Linked DNA regions of Mus musculus: regions 1 and 2 are each linked to region 3. A link is a contact called in public Hi-C and promoter capture Hi-C data. All regions are on one chromosome and are shown on one strand. Each heading gives the region's core, a stretch centred on a gene start, on an enhancer-like site or on the middle of the called end of the contact. The rest is flanking DNA. Distances are from core to core; before and after follow the strand shown.

Region 1 (3,812 bases), core at 214-2,713, 450 kb before region 3:
CCTTTGCGCACAACTTTTCTGGTCACATTCCGGGAAGACTGCTCCATGCAAGCTTGCAGTGTAGCAGTCAACACAGCAGGCGCCTTGCCTGAGCCCGGGCCACATTCATTGCCGGGCTTGTCATATGCTCTCTCGCTATTTATACTGCTTTGGGCCAGTTACTTGATCCTTAATAAAATTTGCCTCCAAGATGCCCTGCAGGGAAAATGACCTAGCTGGGGAGGGACCCTGTTCCAACTTCCTAACTGCTGATGCTCACCAAGTATCCTCTGAAAAGGTTGCAGGGGCTGGTGGGGGGGGGGGGAGGGGGAGAAGGTCTATGCCACTTCCTGGCATTTAATGGCACCAAGTGTTTTAGTGTAATATATTTATATCCCCTGTTCACGGCTGCCTTCCCTAAGTCAACCTCTCCCACATTGGCTCGGCTGTAGATGGCCCAGAGCAGTGTGGAAACTTGGCCTCATTCAAGGTCAGAACATTTGAGAAGAGGAGGGGTCACCCCAGTGATGATTTTTTTTTTTTTTTAACCAATCTTTCCTTTTTTTTTTTCTTCAGAAAGCAAGAATGGATCTATGGGGTGGAAATAATGAACCATTTATATCCCAAAATGAGACTGCCAGGAAAAACAAACACCAAAAGAGAACATTTTATCAGAGGGTTTACTGCCCAAGGCTAACGGGGTACAAGGTACTGAGTGTTCGGTGGCCTGGGCCAAGAGCTACAGTAAGTCATGCCTTTCCCTCCTGCCAGCCCGATCAGACTGCCTTAACCACCTGGTGGTGAAGAGCTTTAGCGTTGTCTAAGTGAGTATGGGCGGATACACCACATACTTGATAGCAACGTAGCGGCTGTTGCCACACTGGACAAGTGCGTCTGCGTAATAGTTGCGTAAGTCAGAGAGGCTCAGGCGGAGTACATCAGTGGGGGACCTGCTAACCTGTGGCTTATGTAACTAGGAGCCAGCCCTCCAGGGTGCTTCTGGTCGCCTTGGAAAGAATGTTCGGTCTTTGAACTTGGCCCGGGCTTCCAGCGGTTCTTTGCCCCAAAGGTGTGTGGAATGGCTCAGCTGTCAGCACCTGCTGGGGAGATAAAGGAGAGCACCCATAGCCTGATCCTCGTTGAGCACCAATACAGAGGAGGCTAGTGACAGGACCCAGATGGCCTCCCCCTCCCCACCCCACCCCACCAAACACCCTACGTGGATGGAGACCAAGGTCCCTTTATTTAAGGAGGCAGAATCCATAAGCCTGCTGCGATGGAAGACAAAGGTGAAAGGATTCCCTCTAAGCTAGGAACCTTAGCTATGACAGCACACTGTTGCATGGTCTGGGCATTGTGCTCTTCCCTGTGGACTGGAAATCTGGCACTCAGCTTTTCTCCTAGCTTACCTGGAGCAGGATAGTAAAGTAGGTCAAATTTGGGTCTGCTGCCCTCTCACCTCCAATCACCACACCGCTGCCCATGTCGAGACCTAGCTGTTTCCATCCGAGCTTCCAATCGTTCTTGCTCTGAACACCTGCTCGGCACCAGGTGTTGTGCCAAACACCAGGCAGTGAGCAGGCAGGACTTCCTTGGCACCGGGTGACCCCCTGTAGTGCCCTGGGCCTCTACCCATGTCTGTCAGGTTTGCCATGAATCCACGTGGCTCACACTATGTGACTCACACTACTAGTCACCAACTGTGGTTCTGTCCATCTCAGCCTTGGAGATAGGAGTCTTTGTTTTCATCATTACATATGAATGGATTATTCCTAGGAAACAATGGCAACTGTACATTGTTCCTGGGGGTTTCTGCAATCCTAGCACTTAGAGGATTTGAGGCAGGAGAATCGTGAATTCTAGGACAGCCTGAACTATGGAGTGGAAGCTTGCTGAAGAAGAAAAAGTGGATGGCCAGAAGAAATTATGTCTCCTACAGAATGGACCAGGACTCACTGGCCAGTTGGAGGTGGGAAATGGAGAGGAGGCCCCACAATGAGCAGAATAGTTCCATTCCCAGCAGAGATCAAGATACCTCCATCACATCCTCACGTATTGGTGACCTGAGTGTATAGTGGGTGAGAGAACACACTCTAGAGCTGGATTGACGAGGTAGGTTCGAGTCTCAGCATATTAGACTAAATGTTAAAAAGCACTTGATCTTTGTCTTAGTTAGGGTTTTACTGCTGTGAACAGACACCATGACCAAAGCAAGTCTTATAAAGGACAATATTTAATTGGGGCTGCCTTACAGGTTCAGAGGTTCAGTCCATTATCATCCAGGTGGGAGCAAGGCAGCGTCTAGGCAGGTATGGTACAGGCAGAGCTGAGAGTTCTACATTTTCATCTGAAAGCTGCTAGCAGAAGACTGGCTTCCAGGAAGCTAGGATGAGGGTCTTAAAACCCATACCTGCAGTGACACACTTACTCCAACAAGGCCATGCACACTCCAACAGGGCCACACCTTCTAATCGCGCCACTCCCTGGGCTAAGCATATACAAACGATAACCGTCTTCATTCCTTCATTTGTCTCTCATGAAAAGAAAGACAATGGAAATGTCTAATTGTATCTAAAAGGGTGTTTTAGGGATTAATATGCATTAATATGTGAGAGATCTCCATAAGATTGAGGTGCATAGTAAGCACTCTATAAGTACGGACTTTGGTTTTACACTAAAAGTCTATGCTTTTCTACTTTGCGGCCAGATTCTCACTGGAGTCTCTATTCAAAAACAGATGGCTCCTTAGCCAAGCTGCTGTTTCCTCATCCGTAGAGTGGGAAGTTGACCAAGGATGTTGGGGCAAAGTCAGGTGACCATGTTCTGGTCTCTGATCTCTTCTGAGCATGGGTAACTCATGTAACTTCTCTGTCTCCTGGAAAATAAACTTCGTTTCTCAGTCCCTCAGACCATTCAAATAATGCTAAGACTCCATGCCATGCTCTTGCTCATATCCTTGTAGATGGCTGCTTCACGACACATTCCTTTAGGCTGTCTTTAAATCAACTCACTGGGGTCCTTGGAGTGCACAATAGTATTTTTGTACTCAAAGATTACGCTTAGAATCTTCTAATTCATAATTGAAATTTTAAAACATTTGCACAATGACTGAAAATCATCTTACACGCTCTCATGCATACACCATTTGCACCTATAGATGTTCCATAGCATCCTAGGAAACTCCGGGTCCCTAAAATGCTTTCCATGATTGTTGTTCTATTTTTCTGTGATGGTTTGATTCTGTATGTGTTTAATAATTTTCACCTCTGTGGGAGAAATGATGGGGCTATGCTTCTTTAGGGAACTAGCTTAGGACACAGTGTGTTAGAAATCATTTCATTTAAAATTGTAAAAACACCCAAGGGCAGAGCTGTGAATCGCCTACCAACCCGCAATACCTTTGGATAACTGCTAAGGGTGCAAAGGTCCTGGCCCTCAGCAGCACCCCGGAAATATTACCTCTTCCAGCCTCTTGCCCTCTTCCTATGTCCCTTCTTGATGAGTGGTCATTTGTCCATGTAAAAAGTGAGCCTGGTTCCTAAAGAGAAGGCAGCCCAGACCATTGTTAGGGCAGACTGAGTATTGTCTTCGCGGTCACCTTCAGGAGAGGTTCCAGGTCCAGAAATGTCTGTTCTAAGAAAGAAATTGCCTTCCTGAAAGCTACTGCTAAAAGGTCTTGAGAAACTGGTGCTTCTTCTAAACACCCTTCAGCAAAAACTAGAATAGACAGCTACAACATCATTGCAACCTCCCGGGTTCACGGTCTGAGCACTTTCTCAAGCTGCCTGGTCTTCCTTGGCACCTTCATGGATCCGTGTTCAGCACTTAGTGAG
Region 2 (4,292 bases), core at 1,337-3,836, 280 kb after region 3:
GTTCTCAAACCTGTGGGTCACAACCCTTTTGGGGGCTGTAGAACGATCCTTTCACAGGATCACCTAAGACCCTCAAAAACACACATATTTACATTACAGTTATAAAGTAGCAATGAAAATAATTTTATGGTTTACAACATGGGGAACTGTATTAAAGGGTGGCAGCATTAGAAAGGTTGAGACCCATTGTGCTAAGCCATCTCCCTAGCCTGAGAATATGTTTATTATATTTTATTTAATGTTTCTAAGTGTGTTCTATTGGGAAGGCTTTCAAATTGCTACTGCATAGCAGGTAATGGAGAATAATAATGCTATTGGGAAGTACAGGAGGTTTTACTGTTGTTTAAAAGGTTTATAATCTCTTACCGCATTTATTTGGAAATACATTTAGGAAGACAGCAAAATCTTTAGGGGCTGGAGAAAAAGCTCAGCAGTTAAGAGCAAATCCTGCTCTTACAGAGGATTTGGTCCCCAGCACCTACATTGGGTCCCCGCCCCCAACTGCCTGCCATTCTAGATCTGGGGGATCCACCACCCTTTTTTAGCCTTTAAGGACAACTTCACTTACATGTCCATATCCCTACATAGACACACACACGTAAACATATAATTTGAAGTAAAAATAAATTTTAAAAAATAAGTAAAATTTCTTTAAATGTTCAATTCTGCTCAGTCCCAGATACTGCACAGTTATGATAGATGTCATTGTTCTTGTTCATCCAAGTTTTTGTGGTGGAAACTCTGAACTATGTGAATACAAAACTCAACAGAACAGGAAAAAAAATGTGGTGAAACAAGAACTGGAGCAAGCAAACCACCCAAGACAATGATTCTCAACCTGTGGGTTGGGACACCTTTGGGGAGGATCACATGTCAAATATCCTGCATCTGAGATATTTACATTACAATTCACAACAGTAGCAAAAATGCAGTTATGAAGTAGCTATGGAACTAATTTTATGGTTGGGGGTCACTGCCACACGAGGAACCGAATCAAAGGCTCACAGCATTAGGAAGGTTGCGAACCATTGACCTAAGGGGGGCTACATCTTTTGAGAAAGTGGAGGGGATTCTTTCAAACATCCCTCAGACCAGGAGATACTAATTTCCCAACTGTGGTTGGTAGAGGGATCCCATTGACTTTAGATGTCTACCAGGTAGACATGTAGTCAGTAGAGTCTTTCAAAGAACGGTTGCCTGGCTTGTAGTCTGAGAACCACATACAAAGCTTATTTGGGAGAATGGAGTTGGAATTTTTCCCTTAGGTTTTGATAGAGTTGTGTGAGGTGGAGTCTGGAAATCTGTGTTTTTAACAAGCATCCCTGGTGACTCTTAAGTACACTGAAGTGGAGAAGCTCTAGAGTGTATTTTTATTTGAACGGAGTCTGTTGCTATAATTCCAGGAGCCCCGCTGATTTGCACAGTTGGAATAAAAAGAGTCAAACAAAGATCTGTTTCTGCGCTTGACATGAAAGTCTCCAGGATTCTGTTACGTTAAACCCTCAGATTTGAGCCATGTCAGAAAGACAATTAAGACAGACAGACTGGTCATTAGTTCAGCAGTTTGCCCATAAATACATGCCTATCTAACCCCCTCCCCCACCCACTATCACATCTAGGTGCAGAAGTGCCCAACAAGGATTATAAAAGGGAAACACTCTAGAATCAGAGCAAAGTTGAAACTTCAGAGCATGTCTTCCTTGGGAAAACCTTTCCCACTGCAGTTTAGGAAAAGATGTGTAGCTAGTAACATTAGATACATTGTGTCTAAAGCCACGTGGTACTGTCGGACACCACATCTTTCATGTAGCCATTACTTACTTATGTCCATTTCCTTTCATTTTGTGGGTTTGGTTATGGTCCCTAAATTATCAAATCCAGTCCAAGGTAGAAGAATACCTTCAGGGGCTGGGGGCATGGCTCAATAATGGTGAACTTCCTAAATGTGAAGAAGGGAGGGAAGGAGGGAGGAGAAAAGGAGGGAGGGAGGGTACCTTAGGAAATTTTATACAGAGAGTATAACTACAATTCTGCTGCTCCGGGCAGGTACACGTCACATCTATTCAAATGTTGGTTAAACAAGGATCACTGAAGTGTTAACAGAAAAAGAAATACTACCTAATGTGGTAGGTGTGTGTGTGTGTGAGTGGTGTGTATGTGGTGTGTGTGTAGTATGTGTGTGGTGTGTGTGTGTGTGCGCGTGTGTGAGTGGTGTATGTGTGTGTGTTGGGATGATGCGTGGTTTATGGGACTAATAAAATAAGTTAAGATTAGTAGAGGATTAGGCTTGGGGGAGGAGATCATCACAAGTGCAGAGGACCTGGTCCTTTAAGGAGTGTTGTTAAGATAGAATGCTTAAAAGAATGCCATTCATTGGGAATGTCTTTTTTTTTTTTTGGAGAGGGAGATGGCACATGGAGGCATTTCAAATGAAGAACTTTGTTGTCATTGTTTCTTTGAAGCATCATTTTTGGTTTGCAAATTACATGCCATTTTTTTACAGACAACTAAAGAAACGTGATCCAACTGTATTCCTCTGCTGTCCCCTGTTTGAGCGTTTCCATATGGCTAACATCAGCCCGGAGATTTCTTTAGAAACAATTAAAGATCTTGCCAGATAGATGGGAAGAAACCACGTGAGCATGCTCCCTGCTTGCTAGTGACATTTTGTGGCCTCCCGACCTCTCTGACAAATTGCTCCGCCTGCTGAAGCAAGACCTCTCAAAGGCTGGGAAATGACAGCCCTTGTCTGAGGCATCTCTTCCCACAATCCAAATTGGGCCTTAAGGAAACAGTAACACAAAGTAGCCTGCTCTGTTTCTATGGCACCCAAGTGACAGCAGTAGGAAGTGAGAACAGCTGGCGCTGCCTACCACTCAAGGTAAAAGAGTTGCCAGTCAATTAATAGAATATGGTCCCACTTAGGAGACCATGCTAATCAAGGAAAGTTACGCTCTCTGCAGGTAGCATTCACTTGAAATGTATCATGGCTTATAGTCTCAAAGACTCATTTCTCACTGGGACTGTCATTTGTGGGTAGGAGTAAGCCTAACTGGATGCTTCCATTCCAGCTCTGGGGAAAGGAACAGTGGAGATCCCAGTTAGGACTGGGAGATCCTGGAGCCCTGAGGCCAACTTCCAGGGATAGGACCAGACTCGGGGATATGTGCTCATAAGCACAGGTGCCTGCAGAGGCCAAGTGTACTGTACAGAAGGTGGTCTCCTGAGTGAACTCTCAGCTGGAGACTGGCTAGGACAGAGGGCATATTAGTGAGGGATAGGGAGGCAAAGGGCCAGGCATGGCTGTCTCCATCAGACCAAGCCTAGTGATGAGAAGTCATTGACTAGTGGAAATGTGGCATGCCCTACTGAACAAATAAGAAGTTTGGAGTATAGGGTTTACCACTTCATCAAAGTTTTCTTATAAACTCTTTCTGTCTGACAACTGCCCCTTGCGCGCACACACACACACTCACACATGCTCATCCATCTATTTGGAGAGGAATCAATTGAGATGTCAAGTATTGGATAGGAATAGGATTTTTTGTGAACGGGGGAATGATAGAAAAATCCAAGTAAGGAATCACTCTCCCCCGGGTGGTTTTATTTGAGGTTATGTGTATATATGTACGTGTGTGTGTTGGGGGTGGGGTGGGGCATGTGCACATAAGCACAGATGCTTGCAGAGGTCAGAAGAGAACATTGTGTCTAGACAGTGTCTTCTTGCCACCCCACCCCACCCCACCCCCAGAGGGCAAGGACAGAGATGACGGGACCTGCTGATTCTTGCAAGTCCTCAGTCCACATCTGTCCACTCTGTTGCCTGAGAATGAAAATCAGCTTCTAATTTAGTACTCTTTGGGTATCACTGCTTTCTAATTTTCTCCTCTGTCAGGATATTACCATCAGGCAAAGATTTATATAGCAATTTTCATCTGAGGGAGATCTCTCTCTCTCTCTCTCTCTCTCTCTCTCTCTCTCTCTAGCAGAATGAATATCTCAAATCACCACTCACTATCATAACAGCCCTTCAGACAGGTCAGATGCACTTACTGCGTTGACTTACTCTGAGTATCAAATCCCAGAGGCCTCTGAAGCCTCTGCCCTAGAGAAGACCAAGGATCTGGTGGTCCAAGAAAACTAGGACAGCCTTACTTTTAAATTAAAAATGTAGAGATCCCAAATGAATGGTTCCCTTGGGGAATATAGAACAAGAGTTTGTCTTAGCTTCCTTGTTCTGCTGTTTAAGTCATTCCAAAGTGAGCATTGACACCCAACCATCCCAGCCAGGC
Region 3 (3,739 bases), core at 383-2,882:
TTAACTTCATGCCTAAGCTCATTGGCCAATCAGCTTTTTATTGACAGGTCAATGTTTTTATACAGTGCACAAGAGATTTATCTCTATACTCATTTGGATGATCACCGAAGCTGTTGTTGACAGTTATTCACCTTTTATTGTTTTCCTTTTTTTAAAGACCAATGATTCTAGAGCTAAAGATAATGAAGGACCCTCTGTGTAGCTCAAGCTTGTGCAAGGAGGTGACAGTTGGGTGATTCACTAGCAATATTTTGACTGCCATTAGAAGAATAGAGTCAATCATACATGGTTGTGTGGTGTACTGGAAAGAGCAGGAGATCAGAGGGACTTGGTTAGAATTTAGGTTTTACTCTGTATTGGCTGTGAGATTTTGGATGATACAATTGACTTTCCTGCTTCTCTAGACTGCAATGATTTGAAATGCTAAAAAGAATTCCTACCACTTACATAAAAACACTGTCAGTAAGACAGCTAGTGCCTGCATAGAAACCCTGGAGTATATTAGCATTGTAAGTTTGCACATACAGTTGAAAGGTGTTGAGGAAGGAGATTTATAAGTGTCTACTGATATGTTTATAGATATTTTATTTTCAACTGGAGGTACTGGTAGAAATATTCTTTTTCTATTGTCAAAAAATTTTTTTAGCACACACATCCTTTTTGTTACATGTCACCCAACTAATTAATGAGTTTATTAATTGTTTTATTTTATGAAGTAATTTGTGCATGTAGGTGTATATTACTGGGAGTTGAACTCAGGGCTTAACTGCTAGATTAACTTTTGACTAGCTTATTATAGTCAGGCTCTCATGGAGTTTTTTCTGTTAAGATTCAACAATTCATTTACTCTTTCACTTAGATAACGTAGATCACCTGTTCTCAACCTGTGGCTCTGTAACAACCCTTTCACAGTGGCAGTGTAAGACTTATCAGAAAACACAGATGTTTACACTAGGATTTATAACATAGCAAAATTAGTTATGAAGTAGCAACAAAAATAATTTTATGGTTGGGGGACACCATATTACAAGGTCAAAGCATTAGGAAGATTGAGAACTACTGCCTTAGAGTTTTTAAACCACTCTCTCTCTTTTTTAATGTAGGAGAGTGTGCCTCTTTTCCCACAGCAAACATGGCGGAACAAACTTCAACCTGACGTCTTGCGCCCTCAACAAAGATGGCTACAGCACTTCCTGCTCTTGCCTTTAACAAAGATGGTCGCAATACTTCCTGTCTAGGACTTTTGCCCTCAACAAAGATGGTCTTTATGGTACAGGTTCCCTAGCAGTCTGGATTCCGGTTGTAGTTTTAGTTATTCTTTTTTTTTTTTTTTTTAAACGGTACGTGGTCGCAGACGTAAGTAAGATGACTCCATCTTCTCTCGCTGTCCCCGCGCCGTGGCGACATCGCCCCTGCGCGGCTCTCCCGGGGGCTGGACCGGGGTTCGGGTGGCGGTGCCGGGGGTCGGTTTCCTCCGAGAGGACAGTCTGCGGCTTCATTTACCGTGAAAATCGTCGGTAGCTCTAACTGTGCCACAACCACGGCTTTCAGCTGCCGAGACAGGGAACTTTTTACAAGTTCCAAATGGAAACACGCTGCCAAAACAAAACAAAACAAAACGGTCACCCACGCCCTCCTCACCTGCCACCTCCCGATTTGGCGGAAGATCGCGAGCAAGGCTGGGATCCGACGTCCCGCTTGTGTGGGCTGAGGGTGGCAGAAGCCCCGCCCGCCACCCTTGCTCCCCTTGCCTTCATTGCCACCGCAAGCCACCCCGCAGCACACTAGCGACCTGAGCTCATTCAGTGTCCCATGCATGCGTGCTCACGGCCCTACTGCGACCCACATTCCGAATTCTTGTGAGGCTTATCGGTAAAGGCACACAAACACTCATTTTCTTGAGGGTGCTTGTCCTTTCTTTGAATGCTCTATAAACTTCTTTCCTCCGGACTGTCTTCTATTGCTGGTCAGGGTCTATAAATAAATGTCCCTGGTGCTTTTTAGCAGTTTCTAAAGCGTGGGTGCTGGACTAACTCTGGCAAAGCAATATTGAAATCCACTATTTTCTAGCATTTAATTTTATATAATAATATAAATAGATTAATAAATCTGTAATCCTTAGGGATTGCATTTTAAGTAAGGGATCAGATCTGTTTTCTGTTGGCTCTCTTACTGCACAAGGAATTGAAATAGGGCCCCATTATCGTGAGAAGCAGAGGTAGAAACATCCATAATGAGTGTCGTTCATTATGCCGGGAAGTGTTTGAAATATCCGTGGTTTGGCTTAACAGCCGCTTAGGAAACACCGTGGCTCAGCAGCCTCTTAAGATATAAAGACCTGACTGATTTTTGAGGTGCTCATTAATGAGTTTGCAGCAATACACTGACTTTGGGGGGGGGGGTGTCCATCAGCATTCCTGAAACCTAGGTGCTCATTTTGGCTCTTTCCAGGAAGAAATGGAAGCCAGAGACAAGCAGGTACTCCGCTCCCTGCGTCTGGAGCTGGGTGCCGAGGTACTGGTGGAAGGACTGGTTCTTCAGTACCTTTACCAGGAAGGAATTTTGACAGAAAACCACATTCAAGAAATCAAAGCTCAAACCACAGGCCTCCGGAAGACAATGCTGTTGCTGGACATCCTGCCTTCCAGGGGCCCCAAAGCTTTTGACACCTTCCTCGATTCCCTCCAGGAATTTCCCTGGGTAAGAGAGAAGCTGGAGAAGGCGAGAGAGGAAGTCACAGCCGAGCTGCCTACAGGTAGGCCCCAAAGAGATCCCCTCAAAACAGCTCTGGAAGTGTTGCAACCATGCCCAGTGGATTGGAATTTGGTCTTTTAGGAGGGACCAGGGCCACGAGCATGGGCAACGGTTTGGATGCAGAGGGCATGGCGTCGGAGGGTCAAGACGAGGAGGCGGTGTTAGGAAACTCGAGGAAGGAAGGGAACATGAACCCTGAGGCTGAGGGGTTAAGGAGGGAACTGAGAGTACAATTTAGACATGCTTCCAGGGGAACTTGGCAAGTCACATGGGAGGCTTGTTCTCATCGGAGAGCCAGGTCAATCTGAGCCCTTTGGCAACAGGAACCGTTTGGAAAGCGCAGATGGGAATGCAGGCTTTGGCCTACTGATAACTGATTTGTGGGGTGCCAAGCTGCCAGCTGGAGGAGGTCAGATCATGGGAGACAGCCTCTAGGAAGGCATGTCCTGCACCTGTCCCCACAGCCAGCCTCCAAGGCCAAGGGGATTATTTTGAAGCCTGCCTTTAGTTTGTTTTTAAAGGCTGTTGGTGTAAAGTGGCCCTTTAAAATTCAGCTCTGTGCAGACACCTGGGGAATTTTATTTTGCAAGGGCAGTAATTTGGGGGTGCGAGGGGGGGGCGGATCTTATTTTGATTTTTTTCCAGGAAAAAAAATCCCTGGAAGCAGTGATCTGAAAAGAAACAGCTTGGTGCTTGTGAGAGGAAGGTGCTGCGGTATAAATCACTGTTTTCTTCAACTCCTCCCAGATATACTGCTCTTTCACAAAGATGAGGGACTGACCTAGAAAGATTAATTTTTTTTTTTAAATAATAAAATGGAAAGTTAACCAAGCCAAACCAAATCAGTAGATTTCCAGAGTTAAGAATTCAACGTTTTCTGGTTTTCAGTATAGATATGGACCAAGTCAGTGGTCTCCAGAATTTATTGTTAATGGTTTTTAAAAATGACTGTAACAGAGCTGGTGTGTGTGTGTGTGTGTGTGAG

The links. Promoter capture Hi-C pulls out the DNA fragments that hold promoters and counts their contacts. A called contact is a pair of places that touch in the nucleus more often than the background predicts.
Region 1: a contact with region 3 is called in a promoter capture Hi-C map of liver, with 2.4 times the contacts expected there. The contact joins the promoter of 4732465J04Rik here to the promoter of Cradd in region 3. A contact is called at or near these places in 1 of 39 promoter capture datasets (liver) and 1 of 115 datasets of contacts at active chromatin or transcription factors (bone marrow-derived macrophages).
Region 2: a Hi-C map of uterus shows a contact between it and region 3, with 4 times the contacts expected there. The contact joins the enhancer-like site here to the promoter of Cradd in region 3. A contact is called at or near these places in 2 of 39 promoter capture datasets (the C10 cell line and cranial neural crest), 2 of 484 Hi-C or Micro-C datasets (bone marrow-derived macrophages and uterus), 2 of 115 datasets of contacts at active chromatin or transcription factors (embryonic basal ganglia and embryonic limb bud) and 1 of 9 other capture datasets (adipose tissue).

What each region holds. Positions count from the first base shown.
Region 1 is chr10:95,770,784-95,774,595 of GRCm38.p6, reverse strand. 4732465J04Rik (a long non-coding RNA gene) reads right to left here and starts at 1,463. Exons shown (of 5, transcript XR_380952.1): 1 at 1,389-1,463; 2 at 831-873.
Region 2 is chr10:95,042,600-95,046,891 of GRCm38.p6, reverse strand. No RefSeq gene overlaps it. Among named protein-coding and RNA genes, the nearest start is that of Gm40744, 83 kb to the right of the region's middle. Within about 2 kb of position 2,586, at least 8 of the 459 cell types and tissues checked have an H3K27ac peak or open chromatin away from gene starts, as enhancers often do. A contact at or near this core is called in uterus, where this site is marked.
Region 3 is chr10:95,321,602-95,325,340 of GRCm38.p6, reverse strand. It overlaps Cradd (CASP2 and RIPK1 domain containing adaptor with death domain), which reads left to right and starts at 1,632. Exons shown (of 3, transcript NM_001330138.1): 1 at 1,632-1,872; 2 at 2,452-2,755. The coding sequence starts at 2,458.